3 separate regions of the Mus musculus genome follow, and regions 1 and 2 are each linked to region 3. A link is a contact called in public promoter capture Hi-C data. All regions are on one chromosome and are shown on one strand. Each heading gives the region's core, a stretch centred on a gene start, on an enhancer-like site or on the middle of the called end of the contact. The rest is flanking DNA. Distances are from core to core; before and after follow the strand shown. Region 1 holds the start of Pvalb (parvalbumin). Region 2 holds the start of Cdc42ep1 (CDC42 effector protein (Rho GTPase binding) 1). Region 3 holds the start of Il2rb (interleukin 2 receptor, beta chain).

Region 1 (3,798 bases), core at 773-3,272, 290 kb after region 3:
CTCTAGAATCAAAATGGAGGTTGTGGAGTACGGGATCCCTGAGTTCTCTCCGAGCTTCTTGGGTAGCCTGAATAAATACTTGCCCCCAAGGATGGACCTCAGCTGTCCCTCAGATGGAGCTGAGAGGTAGAGCCATATGTCTGTGGAGGTCTATTGGTTCTATCAGGGGAGCAGAAGGCAGAGGGTGAGAGGCAAGCACTTGGGTGAGGAGTTGATTGGCTAAGCCAACAACATGCATGCTTCGCTGAGGATGTCCCAGTGAGGGGACTCAGCAGCAGAGGGAGGAGCAAGGGGAATGGTGAGAACCTTTACCATAAGAGCCAGTATGTGGCTCAGACGCACTGTAGGACTGAGGTTGGGGCATGAGAAAGGATATCTAAGAGGTTTACAGCACACTAAGTCACACCAATAAGCTGACCCTGCTCTGCCTCTGCCTCCATATGGATGGGTCTTCGGGCATTTAGAGACTCCAGGCTCACTATAGCACAAGGGTCTCCAGTTGGAGAAACAGATGCTGTAACTGGGGCCACAGTATAAAGAGAGCCCAGACATTGAACTGTCAACACAGAAGCCTGGCACACTGGAACTGGCAGTCCAGCTGGGAACAAGGGGTAGAGGCTGAGGCCACTAAGTCAACTGAGGCAGGAGACATAGGAGCTAAAGCAGCTGAAGGGTGCAGGACAGCTGGGGGGTCTGAAGTGGGCCTCATGCCCAGAGCTATGAAGTCAGGGGCTGTAGCCTAGGAGCCTTGGAAGCCAGCTGGCAAGCTGTGGCCCAAAGACGCTGACTCACCAGGAGGGGGCAGCTGGAGCCAGGCACTCCTAAGGTTTCCAGGAAGGGCAGCCTTCCAGGGCTCAGCTAGGGGAGACAGTGTTGACAGCAAGTTGTCAGGCAACTTGAGCTACTGGGCAGCTGGGAAGCTGTCCCTTGGTCCCCAGTATCATCATCACCCCAGACGCTGCCCACCTGCCTCAGGTCCCACACAGTGATCCTCCCATCTTTAACACAACACATGACCAGAGAGAAAGGTTATAGCTCAAGGTCATGGGGGGATTCAGCGTGACTCACATTCAGAACTCTATGTGTATGTCTAGTGCTCATATACACTTCGAAGGCTGCTAGCCACAGTCTGAAACTTTGGGAGACCTGAGGGAAGATGGCAGCCTTGTACTCTGGTCCCGTGAGATGAAAAATGTCCTGTTTCCCAGAGGTGATACTCTGATCACAAAACATGGTAATCAAAAAGTATGGTCTGATGGTACTATCCCTTATCCCCCAAATATGACCAACTTGAAAGGTAGATAGCTATGCTGTGGGGCCTCTCTCACCTTAGCCTCCCTAATGGGAATTAGATGAAACACAACTCAGCTGTGTCTGGCCCTGGAGACTAGAAAGTGTGAGAAAAAGAGTCTTCTGGCAGATAAACTGGTGCCCAAAAGGGTCTTCTGACAGATAAACTGGTGCCTTCTTCCTCGCAGAAACCAAATCAAGTTTCAGAATGTGGTCAGGTGAGGGAGGGATGGAGCCCAGACAGAGAGCCTCTGCACAGAGGAGCTCTGATAGTCCAACAACCTCCTCCCTGGGTCCTGTGGCTCAGGTTTCAAGTTCTTAACATTCAGATTTTTCGCGGCATAAATTTGCATCCAGGACAGAAGACAAGAGGGTACTGGAGGCGTGGAGAGACAGAGTGCATAGCCCAGGGGCCACATCGGGGTGGAGGCTGGTCAGCATCATTTTTTCCCCACGCGAGAGGACATTGTCCGAGATGCCCAGATCGGAGCCTCTCTGCCTCCCGTATGCCCTTGACAGCGGCAGAACGCTCCAGTCTCTGCTGGTGGCCCTTTAGATCAGGAGATGGCCCCTGGCGGCGGGGTCCTGGGCGAGCCTCCTGAATGCCCGGACCCCATGGGCATGTGGCCCGCTCAGCTTGGCGGTGCGGCGGGACTGAGCTGCTGAGCTGTGCGCTGAGCCGGGCGCCCCCTGGCGCGGAGCCAGGCCGAGCGGGCGTGCGCCTGGCGCGCGACACTGCAGCGCTGGTCATATGAGCAGAAAGGATGAGGAGAACACTTTTTAATCTTTTCGCACTTGCTCTGCCCGCTCAAACAGTTGCAGGATGTCGATGACAGACGTGCTCAGCGCTGAGGACATCAAGAAGGCGATAGGAGCCTTTGCTGGTGAGCAATGCACCCCCACCCCACTCCCCGCGCCTGGCCCTGTCCCCTTGCCCTCTTCCCGCTTCTGGGGCACCCCTCATCCCTCTGCGAAGCCTCCCCAGTTTCTTCCCTCACGCATCGGGTCTCCATCCTAGGGGGTTAGCTCCTTGGTCCTATGCTTTCCAAGAGCTGCACGGACTGTGCTCCCTGACTGAGTCTCACAAAGTTGAGGGCTCAGAAGAGTGGCCTCTCCGGGAGAACTTGTGGGGGGGTCCAGGACCAAGTGCGAAGACCAGGGAGGAAGAAGCAAGGACCCAGACATCCTCCTCTGAGAAGTGTAGAAGGGTCTGCAAGCCTGGGCTTTCTCTTCAAGAGACCCCTTTCCTTGGCCCCCATTCCCAACAAGACTTTTCCTGGAAGGTAGCCCATTAGTGGAGATCCCCTCCCAGGACAGACATAAGGGCACAGTGACCTTTCTGCATCAGGCACCCAGCCCTGCCCAGCCCGCTGCAGCTCCCCATCTGTACCCCCAGCATCTAATCCTTTTAGGTAGTCCAAGAGAGGGGTACCCACTCGGCTGTGTGATCTCTTTCCTCTAGCTTAGATGTTCTTCCTCTGTCACCCAGGGAGGGAAACTGAGGCTGGGATAAGATTCAAGCTGTACAAGGTCACCCAGTCCAGCACAGGAAGAATGAGATCTGAGGTGGCCTCAGGTCTCAGTGCCCCACCTTGGTGTGTAAAAAGACAAAGCAACTTTTTTTCCCTCCAACTCTGGGCTGAGGGGAGACCATAGTTCTTAAGAGTTTCTGGACAGAGAGGGACATCTATCTGCTTTTTATATAGCTTCCTTCTCCTCCAGACACATACAGGAAGCTCCAAGAAGCCCCCCACCTCCCCCTGGAGCACTATGATAACCCATTCACAGTGCCTTGAGCCACCTTGTCACCCTGAGTATGAAACTCAGCTGAGTTCTTAGAAGTCCTTCATCCCACCCCCAACCACTGGGATGGGTCTCAGAATCTGTGCAGGACTTCTGGGTCCTCCCCTCCCCCTCCCATGATGTGACCTTGACAGAACTATGTCCTCACAGAGTTGATCTTTCTGATCACAGTATGTAGCCAATGAGAGAAAGCCGCCTTTCCATCCATCCTAGCTAGCATCCATCGCATGCCTGTGCACAGCCCACCCAGCCCTCACCCAAAAGGCTTCATAGAAATACAGTTCTCAGGAGGCTGACAGTCTCCCTGTGGCTCATCAGTGTGTGTATGGGGGAACCAAGAAGGGTCGACCTTGGGCAAAGCATCCTTTCCTAGCTGGGCTCCCTCTGTCCTCCTGTTCCCCACAACCATGCAGGTACCCTTTAATAAATGGTACAACATCTCTTTCCCTGACTTTCCCGGTGCCTCTCCCCTGTCCTTCTTTAACCTCCTCTTCCCCCTCAACCCCCAACAGCTGCAGACTCCTTCGACCACAAAAAGTTCTTCCAGATGGTGGGCCTGAAGAAAAAGAACCCGGATGAGGTGAAGAAGGTGTTCCATATTCTGGACAAAGACAAAAGTGGCTTCATTGAGGAGGATGAGCTGGGGTAAATTGAGGATGGGGCGGGGAGCAGGGCGGGGATGAACCTGGTGATAGCACCCAAAGT
Region 2 (4,148 bases), core at 205-2,704, 350 kb before region 3:
AGGAACGGGACTCAGGCTCTGCACTTCGGCATCCGGGACCAGGGCATGAGTGGCCACAGTGAGGCTTAGTACCCCCACAGAACTCTTATATTTACTGTGCAATGGTCTGGGCACGTGGCCAGGGCTCCCTCAGTAGTAATGACCACAGGGACAAGTTTTGGGGCATTGGCCGGCTCCACTCACTCAGAGGCCAACGGGGTGGATGTGGAGGCAAGGAAGTGGGGTAAGAGAAGCCACTCCGATGGTGGGGAAAGAGAGGGAGCAGAGCAGAAGAGCAGAAGCGCTGCTCCTTGGAGTACCCAGACACACCCTCAGGCAGGTGTGCAGAGCCCCACCTCCCGGACAGCCTGCTGGGGGCGCCGGAGGGGAAGTGTGGGTACAGTGGCTCTTTGATAGATAGCAACACTGAAACCGCGGGATTTTGTTGCTTCCTATTTTCCCCAATTTGTGACATTTGAGATTAGAAGTCCTCCAGGGACATCCCCTCAAAGTCCAGCACTTTGGGGTGGAAGACAGGGAAACTAAGACAAACTGCCCAGAGTCACTGTCCCAGATCAGACTTCTCTGAACTTCGTTGAGCCGGTAGGACAGAAGGGAACCACTGGAAAGTGGGAGGAAAGACGTGTGTGTTGTTGAAAAGGTCTTGCTATATATCTCCCAGGCTGACCTCGAAATTGTGACCGTCCTGCCTCAGTTTCCCAAGTGGTGGCGGTATTAAATTGTGTGTGACACTACCGACTAAGACGTCTTCTTGCCCCAGCACCCCAAGTTAAAGCTAGGCAGTCCCCCCCTCCACCGCTGTGCTCTCTCAGCCTCAGTTTCCCAGTGTAGAAAAACGGCCTTCAAACTTGGCGAGTTGGGACAAGGGCACAATCAGTTGGGATGGGAAGTCCAGGAAAAACTTCAACCAGGAAACATTCCCTTCTGGGAACCTCATAAGAGAGACTTTGGGAGAGTCTCTCGCTCCCGTCCGGCGCGGGCAGAGGGCAGCGGCTGCCGTGGCCAGAAGGGAACCGGACGGGATGACCTCATCCGCTGCTCCAGCCTGGAATGCAGCTGGGGAGGGGGCAGGGTGCCCTGTCCCCATCGTCCGTCCCCCCCACCCCCCAGCTTCCCGCTCCCGCGCTGGCGTCGCCGAGAGGCCCTGGGGTCCCTTCCCTTCCGCTGCCCGCGCAGGAACGCGGCAGACGGCCCTGGGCACCTCTGCTCGCGTCCCAGTATACTGCGTTACCCTTCGGTTTTGGTGCCCTGAGCCGTCCCGCAACGTGACAAAACCACCCGAGAAGTCTGAACTTTCCAGCCTCCTACGGATTGGCCCCGCGCACCCTCCGCGCCCAGGACTGTACGCACTCCCCCGGCCCGCGCCCACGATTACCTCGTGTCGTCGAGCCCGGGGGGTCCAGGGGCGGGCGCGGCGGCGGCGCGTCCCAGCGCTACCCGAGAGTCGCTGGGCCGGTCTGCGCCGCCCTGGCCGCGGGCTCGGCCGCCAGATCCCGGGGCGGGGGCGGGCTGCGGGCTCCCTCCGCCCCTGCTCCGCCCGCGGCGGCCGCGCCCCCTCCCGGGCTGGCTGGCCACGCCGCGAGCGCTGCAGTGGCGCGGCAGGGATGCCAAGCCAGGCCAGGCCCCTGCCCACCACCCCTAGGCGGGGCGACCTCGGGAATGTTCGCTCTGTCTTGAGCCCGGACTGCCTGGAGGAGGCCACTGGGACTCTTTGCTGCCCACTGCTCCTTAGATGACCTCGGGGAGTCCAGGATTGACAGCCCTGTCCTGGGCCTCCAGCCTTTCCTTGCTGGGGCGGGAGGAACTGACCAGAAGACTCGCTGGAATTTTTTTCTTTCTTTCTTTCTTTCTTTCTTTCTTTCTTTCTTTCTTTCTTTCTTTCTTTCTTTCTTTCTTTTTTTTTTAAATGTGGGGCATTCACTCTTTCCCATTTTCTCCATTCCCCATTCCTGGCAACCCAATACAAGCCCCGTCGGGTGCCAGCAGAATATTTAGCTGCTCTGGGGAAGAGGCCTTTACAGCTGACCACTATGTAGAGGGGTGTAGGGTAACCTGTGATAATCTCATGGACCCTTAAGCTGGGATGGCCCTTGTTCCTCCTTGCCTTTCAAGTGTCTCAGTTTCCCCATGGGGCCGGAGACAGGGCTCAGCAGTTAAGAGTGCTTTATGCTCTTCCAGAGGATGGAAGTTCTGTTCCCAGAAACACACACACACACACACACACACACACACACACACACACACATACCCCTACTATAGTGGAGTTATCAAAGCAGACATCAGATATTACATTATCTTCTGTTCTCCGCTCTAACAACTAAGAGAGTTGCTGAACAGGTAAATGAGGTCACACCTTAGAAACCTTTAGTGAGGCCCCCACTACTTCAAAGAAGGCACAAAGCCAGCCATGCTCAAGAAGACAGATCCTAGGCCCCTCCATCCGTGTACCCTCTGATTTTTCTGTGACGACAGACAGACAGGAATCCTGGGGGCTGTGTGTGGCAGTACATGTCCCTAAGGTAGTCTGGGAGTGGGGTATTGAGCAAGGTTCCCTAAAGGAGCAGGAAGCCAGGTTAAGTTTTAAATAGAGATGCAGAGGGCCTAGGAAGTTCACACTGGACAGACTGTGGGCAAAGGCTTTGAGCTCAGAGGCAGGGATGGAGCTGGGCGGTACTGTCCCTGCAGGGGTGAGGAGCCCTAAGGACCGAGGGGGACAGGACAGGACAAGCTCTTACTCCTCCCTCACAGAATGCTGTGCTTCAGGGTTGGCACTCTAAACCCTCACGCTAGCCGACAGGGGGTGGATCATTTTTTCCCAGATGGACAGATGGAGAAACTGAGGCCCAGAGAACACCAGTGGCAGGCAGAGAAGACTGAGATACAGCAGTTCCAGATCTTTCCCCCCAGGGCCACCCAGGGAAATTGGGGACAGTGTCCCAAAGACTCAGAGGCACAGAAACTCATGGAACACTGTGGGAGAGAACTGGGCCGGGCAGGGCCTGGGTATTTAACTATGGTCAGGTGTCTGTGCGTGCATATGTGCGTGCATAGGTGCAATTAAAAATCGCTCAGCTTTTATTGCGCACCTAACGCATACCACGTGTAATCACATTTAATCTCCGTGACAGCTCCATGGGGACAATCCTGTCATCGGGTCTGTTTTGCAGAAAGAGTGAAGTGACTTGTCCATGGCCTCCTCCTTTGGCAGGATGGCCGCATTTCCTGTTTGTAGGGAGCACCAGTGCCCCAGTGTGATTAGCAATAGCCCTTACTTTCCCTCTCAAAGGTGTTCTGGCTGGCTGGAAAACGACTTATCCCTCCAGTCAGGGTTCCTGGAGCAACTCAGAATAATTGGCTCTGTGTCAAAGACCCAGAGTGCCAGGCTAGCTGTGAGCACAGGGTAGACATCTCTTTAAAATGGGCCTAGCTCCAGGGCAGGCATTTACCATACCTGAGGGTGTGTTTGCAGTCTTTGCTTTGTTTGTTGAGACAACATCTTACTATGGATGGAGCATCCCAGCAGCCTGGAGTTCATTATATAGACCAGGCTGGCCTTAAACTCACAGAGCTCTGTCTGCCCCTGCCTCTGGTGTGCCGGGAGCAAAAGCTTGCATCATCACAGAAGCTGATGGGAGAAAGCTGTCTGGATGCAAGTGTTTACTCTCCTCCACTCTTGCGCCATCCTCTGTACCCTGGCTCAGTGGTTCAGAACCTCCTAACCTCTGGACCAGATTCCAGGGACTCCCTCTCTCCCAGCTGGTGGTGTGGCAATCTTGTGGACCGACATTGTCTTCCCATTGTACAGATGGGGGAACTGAGGGTGAGAGGGACCCTTGCTCACAGTTGTAGGTTGTCTCTAGGTAAGTCTATCTCCATGTAGGCTGCATTCCCTGCTCCTGGTCCCACTCCAGATTGAAGGCTCTGACTCAGTTTCCTCTGGAAAATGGTAGGAAAAGAAGAGTCTTGGGATCCAGGAATCAGGGGTGAGCACCCCCCCTCTTCTTGCATCTTTCTCCTCTTCTGAGTTTCTGAAGTCCCCTGTCTGCCTCCAAGGCTGTGGTGTGCCAGGAGTGCAGGAGTTAACTCTACCAGAGCCCTAATTACCATGCAGGATGCAGAACAAATGGCTCCCAGCTGGGGAAGGAAAG
Region 3 (3,713 bases), core at 317-2,816:
ATCTAAGACACCAGGGGCCGGGCCACCCAAAAGCCACAAGAAATCTTTCCTCCTTTAAGCTGATTTTGCCTGGGAATTTTGTCACCTCAATGAAACTAAAATAGTAATCCCATTTTACAGATTTGTGAACTGAAGTTCAGCAAGTCCAGGTCACACAGCCGGGGTGACTCTCCCTAGCAATGGCAGCCCACATACCTCCTTTCCTGGCTTGTCTCAATTCTCTTTTTAGGGTTCTTGATTTCACTCTCCAGCATCCCCAGAGTCCTGGGGATTTTGTGTGTGTGCATACGTCCCTCCATATCCCAGACAGGGCACCAACGACAGAGCAAGAAACAGCTCCACTGAAGTCTAGCTTGGTGAGCTAGTGAGTTTCTTGTGCACATTTATGGAGTAAGGGGTTGCTTACATCAGTTTGGGTGACCACCCCCCCAAGCAACTATGTTACTGGGAAGTCACAGCTGAGCATGGATGATGGCATCCCCATAGTTGTATAGATGGAGTCACTTCTTCTTTGGCTAACCTATCCTCTCTAGTGTGTAAGTACCCCTGAGTTCAGTTACACATCGCTAAAGCTGGACCTCAGGGGAGGGGTTCCTGTTACTTCTCTTCCCTTCTTGTGAGGGGATGAACATCAGCAGGTCCAATCGTGTGGCTCTCTTGTGGCAGTTACAGCTGCCCCGATGAAGATGGTAATGGCTGTTATGTCCAGAGAACAGAATTCTTACAACTCCCTTCTTTTCACAAGAGGGCAGAAGCTTGTCATATTTCCCCAAGCCTGGCATTAAAACCAAGATGAAGGGGAGATAGAAACGGGGAGTCCCTGGTCCTGTGATACAATATGTAAATAAACACCCATTCATTTACGGAGAAATTCGTGACTTCATTGTTAAAAATAAAAGCCGTGAACTGAACCCTGCCACCCTATCTCACCGAGAGAGGAAGGATTAGAACTTACAACTCGGAAAGGAAGAAAGTGATAGGAGGGCCACTCATTGGCCATCAAACTGCTTATCAAGCCTTAAAACCAGTCAGTCACCTTTGAATGCTAGCCTAAATAAAGGGCATCTCAGAGACTGAAGTAAAGGGCAGCATGTAGCGGGGGCTGGGGGATGGCTAAAATGGAGATCAGCAAAGAGGACACCTAGACTCTAGGTCCTAGAGGGATGATGTGTCTGTGGGTGGCTTTGGTGTTAGGGTGTGAGCATATGTATGTGTGTGTGTGTGTGTGTGTGTGTGTGTGTGTGTGTGTGTGCATGCGCGTGTGTGCTCATGCGTGAGCAGAAGTCGATGGTGTTAGGGTGGCATGTGTGAGATGTAGCGGGGAAGAGTAGGCAAAGAAGGGCCTGCCCCCTCAGGTTCTGTGCATAGCTAGGTCCCTGTACCACAGTAACTGTGTGAGCGTGTGTGCCACCACATTCAGTGGCTGCCCCTGGGCGTAGGAGGAGATCTTATCAGTGCTAGGTGTGTGTGGAGTTTCAGGCTACCTCATCACCCCCCATCTCTCCACCTCCCATTGGGCCTTGCCCCTCATCCTCTATACAGGAAGTGGGCTCGCCTTGGGTTTCAGTCTGTTGCTGGCCTAGCTGTTGTCTGCTACCTAAGCTGCGGAGCAGGAGATGGCCGTGGACCCAACCTCCAGCAGGACTGCAGGGAACATCTCGACACAACTCCATGTTGCAGCCAGGTGATGCCCCTGTGTGGTCCCCTGGGAGCCCTGGGCACCCCACTACCTCTTGCTGGTCCTCCCAAGGGACAGGGAGCTGGGAGGGGGCGCTCATCTCTAACTTGGTTCCCTTTGTAGTTTGTATCTGGGCTTTGATGATTAACCTTGTCTTAGGATTCCCTGGGGAAGGGGGTAGCCTGGCTGTCATGGTTTCTCCTTTAAGAATAAACCCCTTCCAATGTCAGGGCACAGTGGCTTCTTCCCAGTCTACTCTGTGGGAAGCTGTGTGCCATTTTCGCTAGGAGGGACTTCCCTGGATCCTGTGTGGGGATGTCTTAGCCCAGAAGGGTGGAGGAAAAGATTTGTAGCTCGTCAGTATTGGGAGGTGGCATGGCGTGTATGGGACAGGTGGGATTCAACGCTGACGCCTGTGGAGTTCATCTCAGCCTGGAGAATTCTCCTTAGTGAGAAAGAGAGAAGGAATCTCCCCCTGGGACCTGGCTGTCCAGTCAGCTATGTTGATTGACAGGTTTCTGAGGGCCCTAGGCTGGAGGTCAGAGGTAGAGTTCTAGCTTAGATTTGTCTCTGACATTACCGAGTGGCTAGAGAGGTTAAGGACATCGCCAGGCATGGGGCTCCGTCTCCGAGGCTGCCTGAGGTAGGAGCTTCCCACCGTTAGCTGTGTTTACAGTACTTCAGGGCCAAGGTGGGTGGCTGAGGAAGGCAGAACTACCTTTGAAGGTCCCCTTTCTTTCACACACTCCTCAGCTGAACTGAACAGCAAGAGGTGAACAGTGGTGTGTGTGTGTGTGTGTGTGTGTGTGTGTGTGTCTTTGTGAATGTGTGTGTCTCTGGAGAGGTGGCCAGAGAAAGGATCTCTGAGGTCAAAGGCCACCAGATCTGACAGACAAGCTCTTGCTTGCCGTCCGTCCTCCCTCAGTCGACCCTGTACCTCACAGACCTGTGAGGCCTTGGACTGCCCCAGCACTGGAACCTTTATCCTGGGAAACAGGCTGCTTTAGGCCCTGATCTTCCCATAGGGAAGGAGCAGTCAGTCACAGAACCTGCTCTTGTGCTGTGAGACCTCTCTGTGACATGTGTGGGTCAGTCTGACGCAGGGAGTGTGACACGACTGTCACTCATGGCTGACCCTCCTCCTCCGTCAGCATCACCACTGTACTGGAAATCAGGTGACCCAGTTAGAGCAGCCTGGGTCTGTGGGATGACAGACCTTTTCAGGGCCTCAGCGGAGACATATATGAGTCAGGGAGATGAACGTCTGGTGGTTGCGAAGGGCATACGTGGGTGAGCCTCAGGGGGACAGTGCCTGGGACTCTGAGATTCTTGGGCTGTACTCACTCTGCCCGAGGCTGGCCTTGTGCTGTGTGGTTTTGGAGTGGTTTTCTTAGTCTCCCAGAGATTCAGTTTCCCTCTTGCCGAAGGAAGCTGCAACCACCATGACTGCTTGAAGCTACCCTGCCCCCCAGCCTGACCCTTCCAGAACCTTCCATATGCTCTTCCGTCTAACCCTGTCCATGATGGGTGGATGCTTTTGTGCCTCTTCAGCCAGGGGTGGGGAGCAGGTTTGAGTGCCTTTTCTTAGGCATTCTCTGTTTTTGGCTGTGGCTTGTGGCCCGGCTATAATCTTGCCTCTTTCATTCCTCTTCCTCTCCCCCAGGGTTATGCCCTCCCTCACCCCAACCCCACGCCATCATGAGGCTGCTCAGATGTCTGGGTCCGACCTGGCTTGCTGCCTTATTGAATGAACACGTAGAGTGCTTCAGATCCTGTTGGGCTCACAAGGGGCTGTGGAAGGCCCCTTGCTTGGGCTGAACCTGTTAGGGCTCCCTTTCTACCCAAGCACCTGCGGGGAGTTGATCTTCCAGGGAAGGGAGGTCTGGGGTGGAACCCCAGTTCCGTAGACTTGGTCCTGGGATCCTTGGTCTCCTTGTCTGCCTAGCAAAGACACCAAATAGCTGCTGAGCTGCCAGGCAGCATAGAGTAGCTGGAAGTATGAGGGCCTGGGCACAAGGCCTGGGCAGTGTTTGAT

What was found. Promoter capture Hi-C pulls out the DNA fragments that hold promoters and counts their contacts.
Region 1: a promoter capture Hi-C map of liver shows a contact between it and region 3. The contact joins the promoter of Pvalb here to the promoter of Il2rb in region 3. A contact is called at or near these places in 8 of 39 promoter capture datasets (the C10 cell line, the HPC-7 cell line, cranial neural crest and 5 more), 1 of 484 Hi-C or Micro-C datasets (bone marrow-derived macrophages) and 2 of 9 other capture datasets (adipose tissue and liver).
Region 2: a promoter capture Hi-C map of the C10 cell line shows a contact between it and region 3. The contact joins the promoter of Cdc42ep1 here to the promoter of Il2rb in region 3. A contact is called at or near these places in 3 of 39 promoter capture datasets (the C10 cell line, the SN4741 cell line and hippocampal neurons) and 1 of 115 datasets of contacts at active chromatin or transcription factors (memory CD8 T cells).

Annotation. Positions count from the first base shown.
Region 1 is chr15:78,202,461-78,206,258 of GRCm38.p6, reverse strand. Pvalb (parvalbumin) reads left to right here and starts at 2,022. Exons shown (of 4, transcript NM_001330686.1): 1 at 2,022-2,174; 2 at 3,606-3,738. The coding sequence starts at 2,114.
Region 2 is chr15:78,839,953-78,844,100 of GRCm38.p6, reverse strand. It overlaps Cdc42ep1 (CDC42 effector protein (Rho GTPase binding) 1), which reads right to left and starts at 1,454. Exons shown (of 3, transcript NM_027219.3): 1 at 1,376-1,454.
Region 3 is chr15:78,492,919-78,496,631 of GRCm38.p6, reverse strand. It overlaps Il2rb (interleukin 2 receptor, beta chain), which reads left to right and starts at 1,566. Exons shown (of 10, transcript NM_008368.4): 1 at 1,566-1,684.